Regions from separate parts of the Zea mays genome. Here region 2 is linked to region 1. A link is a contact called in public Hi-C data. All regions are on one chromosome and are shown on one strand. The core of a region is the stretch at or near the end of the contact, and the rest is flanking DNA. Distances in the headings are between cores, read along the strand shown.

Region 1 (4,201 bases), core at 694-3,193:
AACATATTAATCCACCTAGAGTTACTCACCCTAATGTATATGTGGACTAAATCATGTGTATCTCAACATAAAGACATTAATCCACCTAAGTTATCACCCATTCACCAAAATAAATCAAGGACCTTTCAATCTCTCCCTTCTTCGTATTGATGATAATTCTACAAACAAATAAAAACTAAGCATAATCCAAGGTAGCACTTAACACTAGTGTAAATTGCTAAATTGGATTGGATTTTATGTGGCTTATCCAACTTTTAAGCTTTGTCATTATGATATATAAATAAGCACCATAAAACTTTATTTACTAGTGATAATTTCCCCTACATAGCTACATGTGTGCTTGGATGATTTAGATTCAAGCTTACACACATGCATGAGTGTGAATTTTGTGGGAAAGTTATCAATGATGCTAAGGTATACAAGATAAAGATGTACCTTTGTAATATATACACTACTCATTAAAAACATAATAATTATGCGTCGTGCCACATCAGAGTAAATCAATGGAAGTTCGGAGATTCAAGTGACATAACATTCAAGTTCGGGGACCAAAGTGACACAACATGGCAAGTTAGAGACACTAAGTGGCTCCGACGTGCATGTCATATCTGCATCCGGTTTTACAAATCCAGCTTTAGATGGTTTTGTATGGGGTGACAAAGTTCGAGGACCTATTTATTTGACTGAATTCAGAATATAAGTGATACATCGTGGACCTATACTTTACTGAATCAGAAATTCACAATCGCCCAACGATGATCGGCGACGGTGTGTAGGATATGACACGACTCGTGTATGGCCTTAGGCCTTGGCATGATGGCATCCATCTGAATGGGAATGGGGCGCTGCTGCTAGTCAGCTGCGGGGTGGGCGGCACTGGGCGACTCATTGCATTTGCTTCTCGTTTCGTTTGGCACTGTCCATCGGTGTGGGACGGCGCTGCATGATTCTCGTTGTCGTTGCAGGCTAGGAGCTGCAGCGAGTGAGCGAGTGATCTGACCTGAAGCCGATGCGAACGCAATGCCCATGCCCGCGTTTAGCAGCTTAGACCTATTGCTCCTTGTTTTCTTCCATTCCTTCTCGTCCGGGCAGGCTTCACTTCACTCACTTTAGTCGTAGTTGTTTTTCAGCCTAGATATTGAACCAACTTGGCTTGGCTCTACTCGTTAAGCTAACAAGCCACAAAATCAGCTTTACTCGACTTGTTTACAAGATCAAGATGACTCGTTTAGCTTACGAGCAAGAAAAAAAACAATATATATAATAATCAATGTCTAGTTAAATCTAACTAACTTAACAATAGAAAATATAGTTTCACTAACCGCATTAATGTAACCCTAAATTAACACAACCATCACTCATCAATACAGAATTCACACACATGTTCATTAGTTTAATCCACAACTATATTTACGTAGAACAATTTAACACATATTCGTCAATCATTAGTTTAACTCATAGATCATAGATACCACATATATATATAATATGTTTATCAATTTATTAGTTATTTACGTAAATAATATGTATATAGTTTTATTTTACTAAAATATGATAGCTCGTTTAACTCGTCAGTTGGCTTGTTAATAAATTGAACTGGATCGTTAACGAACCAAGCTAAAATATCAAATAAGCTCGTGAAAAAATTTAAATAAGTCAAGCTGACTACGAATCGAACGAGACAAGCCACAATCATTTTGCCCGCCTCGTTGACTTTATGAGTTCAGTGCAGTTCGAGCGCCGCCGTCCAGCACCATCTTCATGGGCCGGAGAATTGTACGGGCCGATTTAGTCAAGTATGAGCCAAGCCCACCAATAAGTCGACAATTCACCGCCTTGAGCCTTTTCTTCCCTCGCATCCTCCCCTGCGGCCCTGCCTGACCCTGCTCTAGATCTCCATCGCGCGCGCGCAGATCTCAGTCCTAAGTCTAGACCTCTATGGCGGACCTCGTCATGGCCCCTCCGCCGGCCATGGACCTCTTCGGGGAGCCGATCGAGGCGCACCCTCCCTGGTTCAAGCCCGACGCCTTCCTCCGCGCGGGCTTCGACGCGGACGCCTACGTCGCCGAGCTCCGCTCCTACGTCCCGCTCGACAGCCTCGCCGCCGAGCTCCGCGCCCACCTCGCCGCGCTCCGCGCCGAGCTCGTCGGCCTCATCAACCGCGACTACGCCGACTTCGTCGGCCTCAGCGCGCACCTCAAGGGCGTCGACGCCGCCGCGGCCCGGATGCGCGCCCCGCTCGCCGACCTCAGGGACAAGGTCGCCGCCTTCCGCGCCGGGGCATCCGCCGCGCTCGCCGCGCTCAGGGAGGGGCTCCAGCAGCGGGCCGCCGCCACCGCCGCGCGCGAGCTGCTCGAGCTCCTGCTCGACACCTCCCACGTCGTCTCCAAGGTACACCCACTCCTCTCTCGCGGGCGGCACGCCTCATGCTCATAGTTATATATTATGCATATGCTAGCAGTAATGTGGCTTACTCGGCAATCCCTTTTTTGTTCTAGTTTCATGTTTCGATCAAGTTAGTGGAATTTGAGGCACGTTTAGCGTCACATTTCTCGAGTCAATGCTCCATGCTAGGACTAGAGATGGCACTGGGTACCCGTTACCCGAAACCCGGTGGGTTTTTCTCTGTTAGGGTATGTGTTTGGGTCAATTTCACTATCCATGGGTTTGTTAATGTGTTCAAATGAAACCCAACGGGTACGTGGGCATGAGTTTATTCTTCCACTACTCATACCCGCAAACCCATGGATTTTTAAAACCCACCTTAAAATCAACATTCCTTATAAATATGTCTCGTAATATTATTAATTGAATATCTTCTAATTGAAATAAACTTCATGTAACAAATTTTAGGCTAAAATTAGTTATCACTTGTTCCTTTTATGCTAGTTTATTAATGTATTGATTGTCATTTACATGATGAATTATTTTTTATATTGATGTTAGTGGGTATGGGAAACCCGTTGGGTACCCGAAACCCGCATGGGTATGGGTTTGGGCAAAATTTTATACCCGTCATGGGTATGGGTTTTTTAGCGGGCACATTTTTTCTTCGCGGGTATGGGTTTGGGCAAGTAATACCCAACGGGTTTTTACCCATTGCCATCTCTAGCTAGGACACTGCCTTAGGGGTGCTGCATTTGCCGATTCATCATCGTTATTAGAGGCCATATGGATATGCTGACCTAATTACCTGCCTACCCTTAGGGTCAATTGATACATTTGCCTAACTCAAGGTTATTGTTAAAATGAATTTATGTGATATACTCCTCAGCTTATTTTCTCATCAATTGTACGTCTAGATAGAGCTTTGAGCCTTATCGTCTCACTGCTCCTAAATGTTTGTATGATTATCCAGGTTGAGAAATTGATCAAGGAACTACCAACTGCACCGTCAGATTCATCTAATGCTGAAATTCCTATCAATGACACTGGAACACCAAATGGGAAGGCTGGGACAGGTGTCAGAGAAACACAGAGCATTCTCCTAGAAAGAATTGCCAGCGAGATGAACCGTCTTAAATTCTACATTAGTCATGCAGAGGTTTGTGTCAGCATCTTCTGTTGGTCCTTGGGATCCTTTAACATGGAAGTACTTTTTTTTCTTTGCTTCAGTCGCTGAGAAATCCCCAGAAGGAAAATGTGCTCAGTGCATGATGAACATCGCTGTTTCACACCGTATGTTTAGTTTTCTTGCATCATCACTGATGTAACATACTCAGATCCTCAAATTACTTTGTGGCTTTCAATTTGGATCAATACACTAAGAAAATATTTGGCCAAAGTTTTGTTCAATAAGCTTATGCTGAACCACTAAGGTAGAAGTTTCATACTTGTAGGTTTCATTGTATTGCAAACCCGTGCGTCATATACATATCATTTCAACTTATGTTTATGATTCTTATGTGTTACACTATGGCAGTGCAGAACCTCCCTTTTATTGAGAACATGGAGAAGAGGATCCAAGGTGCTACAAAACTGCTGGATGGTAGTTTGGAGCGCTGCTTTGTGGATGGTCTGGAACACCGTGATGCTAAAGTTATATACAACTGTTTGCGTGCTTATGCTGCAATTGACAATACATCATCAGCCGAAGAGCTTTTTCGTACAACAGTGGTGTCTCCATTGATCCAGAAAATAGTTCCTCAAAACTATGCAAGAGCTGTTGCTGGGGCATCATCTGATGAGCTAGAAGAGGATT
Region 2 (3,939 bases), core at 69-2,568, 150 kb before region 1:
TTTGGTCTTTTTGAAATGTCATCTCCAAAAAAAATGTGATGGTTGTCGAACACGATAGTCCGGTACATTTTTTGCCATAAGTATAAGCATGCTAGAGGATCATTGAGCTGGAGTGGTTCTTGGCCTTGTCACTTGCGTGGATGAATGAAAGAGGCTCAGGGTTGAAGGGATTTGCCGAGCCCAAGGTACCTTTTGTGGCATCTGCCAGAACACAACGTTTCCCAGGGGGAAAAAACCCTGTCGCGGCACGCCCACGTCGCTGGCTGGGCTGGTAACACGGCAATGGCGAAGGAAGTGAAGAGTTTTGGCTGTAGATGACTGCTGCTCCAACACAAGTGGTCGTCGTCAAGGTAAGCAGCGCTGTGTGTACTGCGTTTTGGCTATCTAAGGGCCTGTTTGGTGGGCTGGCTCGGGCGCCACACCGCGCCACACTCCGGCTGCCGCGGGTGTGGCGCCCAAATCGGCCGCCGCAGGTGTGGCGGGCTGCGGCGCCGTAGGCTCCTCTCCAAACAGGCCTTAAAACCGACCGAAGAAGAGCAGGGCCTCCTGACATGGGGACAGCGTAGGGAGGTACTCAGATGGCCAAGATGATTTGCCCGTAGCAGGAGCACACTCAGAGTCAGACTACGGGCAAATCATGCTTGGCTATCAGAGATGGGCCTCCTACCTCCATGCGAGGCCTCTCTCTCCTGCCTGCCGCTTGGTGCTCTGCTTGTGTGCACTGATGCTCTGCATTGCATGCCTGGGCGTGTATTTATAAGGAGCCATCAGTCAGTCAGGGCCGTGGCTGCTGCTGGGGTTTTGACTTTTTGCCCAGCAGCAGCAGCAGCAGGCAGCGTGTTTGACACAGCAGGAAGGAATATTGGCCTTTGACAAAGCAGATCATTGGTGGGAGGAGAGATCTGTATTGGCTGCCGTCTCCTTTCGTGAGGGAATCCAGGGATCTGGATCTTATTTTCTCTCTCTCTCTCCCAGTTCGTCCTTCAAATTGGTCGACTCGTGCATTATTCACCAGCATAGCATGCTGGGCTGGCAAATTTAGTATTGTTCATGGCATGGGCGGGCATATCGAATCTATGTGCATGTGAAGAACATAGTTGCATGTCCGGAGATAAGCATCAGATAGTCAGTCAGGTAGGGACATTGAATGGACCGGATAACGCTTTAGAGTCAGTCCGGTGCAGAGGCAATGCGCTAGGAAAAAAATTTGAGAAAAATCCACCACCGGTGCCACTTGTATCTTCCGAGCTCATCTCGTGCTCGCTCGCTGGCAGCCGTGTCTTACCGACACGCGTTATACGCGTATCTTAGGGCTCTTCTGTTGCATGCTACAAAGCCATGACCAATAAACATCTTTGATATCCCGATGAACAAAGACGATTGGACACGTTCGGTTCTTGGCTTCTTGCCTCCGACCTAGCCTTGTCTTAGCTGGTAAGGTTTGGGCGTTTGGCTTACTAACTCATCAGAGCGAGGCAAAGTCAGTGGAGGAACCAAACACGCCTCCTATAGAAGGTGATGTCTGGTTGTCCACAGTAGACCGTGTAAAATATGCGATTTACACAGTAGATGACACTACAATAAAGTTTAAAATAGAAGATGAGATATGTGATACGATAGGAGAGCTGCTTGAGATGGTCTCATCGTCTGTTTGTCCATGGCAGACCAGGTTTTTCATTTGGGAGACAGAGGGAAGGGGTTCCAAGACAATGCTTTCAACAAGATGAATAAGGCTAAAGGGTGTCACAGTTGTTAGCCTCATCTGGAGTCACGAAGGGCTTCCTCCAAGCCCCACGTCGATATTATGTCCTTGCTCCATATCACCCTTGGCCTTGGAGGATCATTATCGTCAAGACCACCGTCTTCACAGGAAGATGACACATGATCCCATGCATTTTGGCTCGTATTTAGGGATGTTTGGATGTATCAAATGCTCACATTTTTGCCTAGCGGAGGGGCAACAACTAGTTTTTAGACAACGCTTTATATACCCCTCCATCTCGGGCATGAAGACCCTCTTAGCATTCTAAAGATACACATACGTCTATTTATGTCCAAGATAGATTTGGCCTATTAGAGTGATTTGAATTTGCTAATTCAACATTAAGGACTCCAACAATGCTTAGAGAGCATCCATTCTTCTCATTAGACTTGGTTAGGTCAAATGAGAGTTTGTGCTTGCTACTCTTGGTGATCGACATCACCTAGACGACTTCGTGGTGATTGAGAGCTTGGTGACATCTCAACGACGATTGTGAGAGGACCAAGTTATGTTGTGAGCAGTTATGAGCGATTCACTATGCTAGAGTGCTAAGGAACTAGCCCGTAGAGAGCACTAGGTCCTTGAGTAGATCAAGTGGGAGTAATACTGTGTGATCTCTTGCTACTCATCGATTGATAAACACAAAGGTGAATAAGATTATGAGTTCAAACACTACCGAGGATTGAGACCTTCTAGCTTCCCTTCACCTTTTAGTAGTTGTGGGAGTTATAGTCTAATGGTCCTAATCCACCTATATATCTACCCACTGTGAAGAGTGAATTTGGCCCTAGGGGAGTGTGTATTTTTAGACCCCCTAGGTCTAGCTGGAATGCTTATGTCCTACTCAACTTGTTCTACTGGAATTTAATGCCCCTAAATGTTACTCTGCTCCTTCATTTTCATAGTGCAATGGAGGAGAGAGGTTATATGAACCTAGGATTCCCCTAGCTAATCCCATCTACCCTATTATTTTCCTATTCTTGAAGTCATACTAGGGCCCATGCCCTCAATCATTGCACAGAGTCGGATTTGTTCTTCTCTAAGCGGTTAACATACATGTTATTTGGTATGACATGTCACATCTACATGCGCTAGGGCCCATGCCATTTAGTATGATCTAGTTGATAGTCAGTGTAGCCTTTTGTATTTGATAATACTTCATGGTACACATTGTGTGTGCATGTTTGGCTATAGGATTGATGCACATACCAAATAGTGATGTCGAGTACCCTGTAGTCTAAGTCATGCAACAACACGCTTGTTAGTCCTATAATGCTAGATCTTACACATTTCATGTGCTGCACCTAAGATTTATCTGATAAGCTAATGTCATGGACTTGTCACTAGGTCTTTGAGATGTGGGGCCTCAAACTCGGGGGTCGCATTGCCCTTGGTGGGTCCCATCACATCCTTTTGTCTCAAGATAAGATTACACTTAGACTCATTAATTAAGCTCTTATTCCTACGAGTGTCTAAGTGTCTAAGTGTCACAGAGTGCTCTCGGGGGCATTGCCCTAAGCACTTGTACTCTTTGTAGCGCTTTATGTCCCAAGAGGCCATGAGGACTTAGACTCAAGAGCACCCTAGGAAACTTAGGGGTCCTAGGGGCTTGAACTACTCATAAATATCCTAGGGGGAAAGGGGCCTCAAGGACTTCGATTATCCAAGCCTGGGACATCTATGGCACTATGGACCCGAGTTCTTATAGCACCATATGGCTCAATAGATGTCATGTCTCTTAGTGGTTCTTTACGAGACTTAGTGGTGTGGCATTTCCTTTGGGTGCCTCAATATCGAGTTACCTGGTATAAAATCTCTTCCCTGGTTGGGGCCAAGGGAGGTCCGTTGGGCGTGGTGCCTAGGGGTGATGGTCCCACTAGGTGGGCCCCATGATAGATTCATATACTAGGATTATTAAATGTGTCTTGCTAGTAGCCGAGGGTATGGCATTCTCTGAGTGCTGACACCTTGCTACGTTGCGCTTAAGTCCCTCATGTTTTCTTAAATCAAAATGATGTCCATTTTGCATACAAAAATAATTCGTTTAATTCCTTTTCTTCTAGAAACCCTGAGCTTGATGACCATCACAACCATTCAGACTAACTAGTTTGCCTAGTCTTTGATTCATAGGTTCATAACTTCAATAGTTAGTTTCTAAGTCTGAATCAGCTCAGATT

Evidence for each region. A called contact is a pair of places that touch in the nucleus more often than the background predicts.
Region 2: a Hi-C map of leaf shows a contact between it and region 1, with 5 times the contacts expected there. The contact joins the promoter of LOC111590575 here to the promoter of LOC100383630 in region 1. A contact is called at or near these places in 6 of 25 Hi-C or Micro-C datasets (leaf, leaf mesophyll and an unstated tissue) and 2 of 3 datasets of contacts at active chromatin or transcription factors (leaf and seedling).

The regions. Positions count from the first base shown.
Region 1 is chr1:305,093,781-305,097,981 of Zm-B73-REFERENCE-NAM-5.0, reverse strand. LOC100383630 reads left to right here and starts at 1,943. Exons shown (of 12, transcript NM_001366826.1): 1 at 1,943-2,391; 2 at 3,359-3,544; 3 at 3,928-4,201. The coding sequence starts at 1,954.
Region 2 is chr1:305,241,554-305,245,492 of Zm-B73-REFERENCE-NAM-5.0, reverse strand. LOC111590575 reads right to left here and starts at 1,318. Exons shown (of 1, transcript XM_023301377.2): 1 at 1-1,318. The coding sequence starts at 553. The coding sequence ends at 92. It overlaps LOC100284329, which reads left to right. Exons shown (of 2, transcript NM_001157224.2): 2 at 1-109.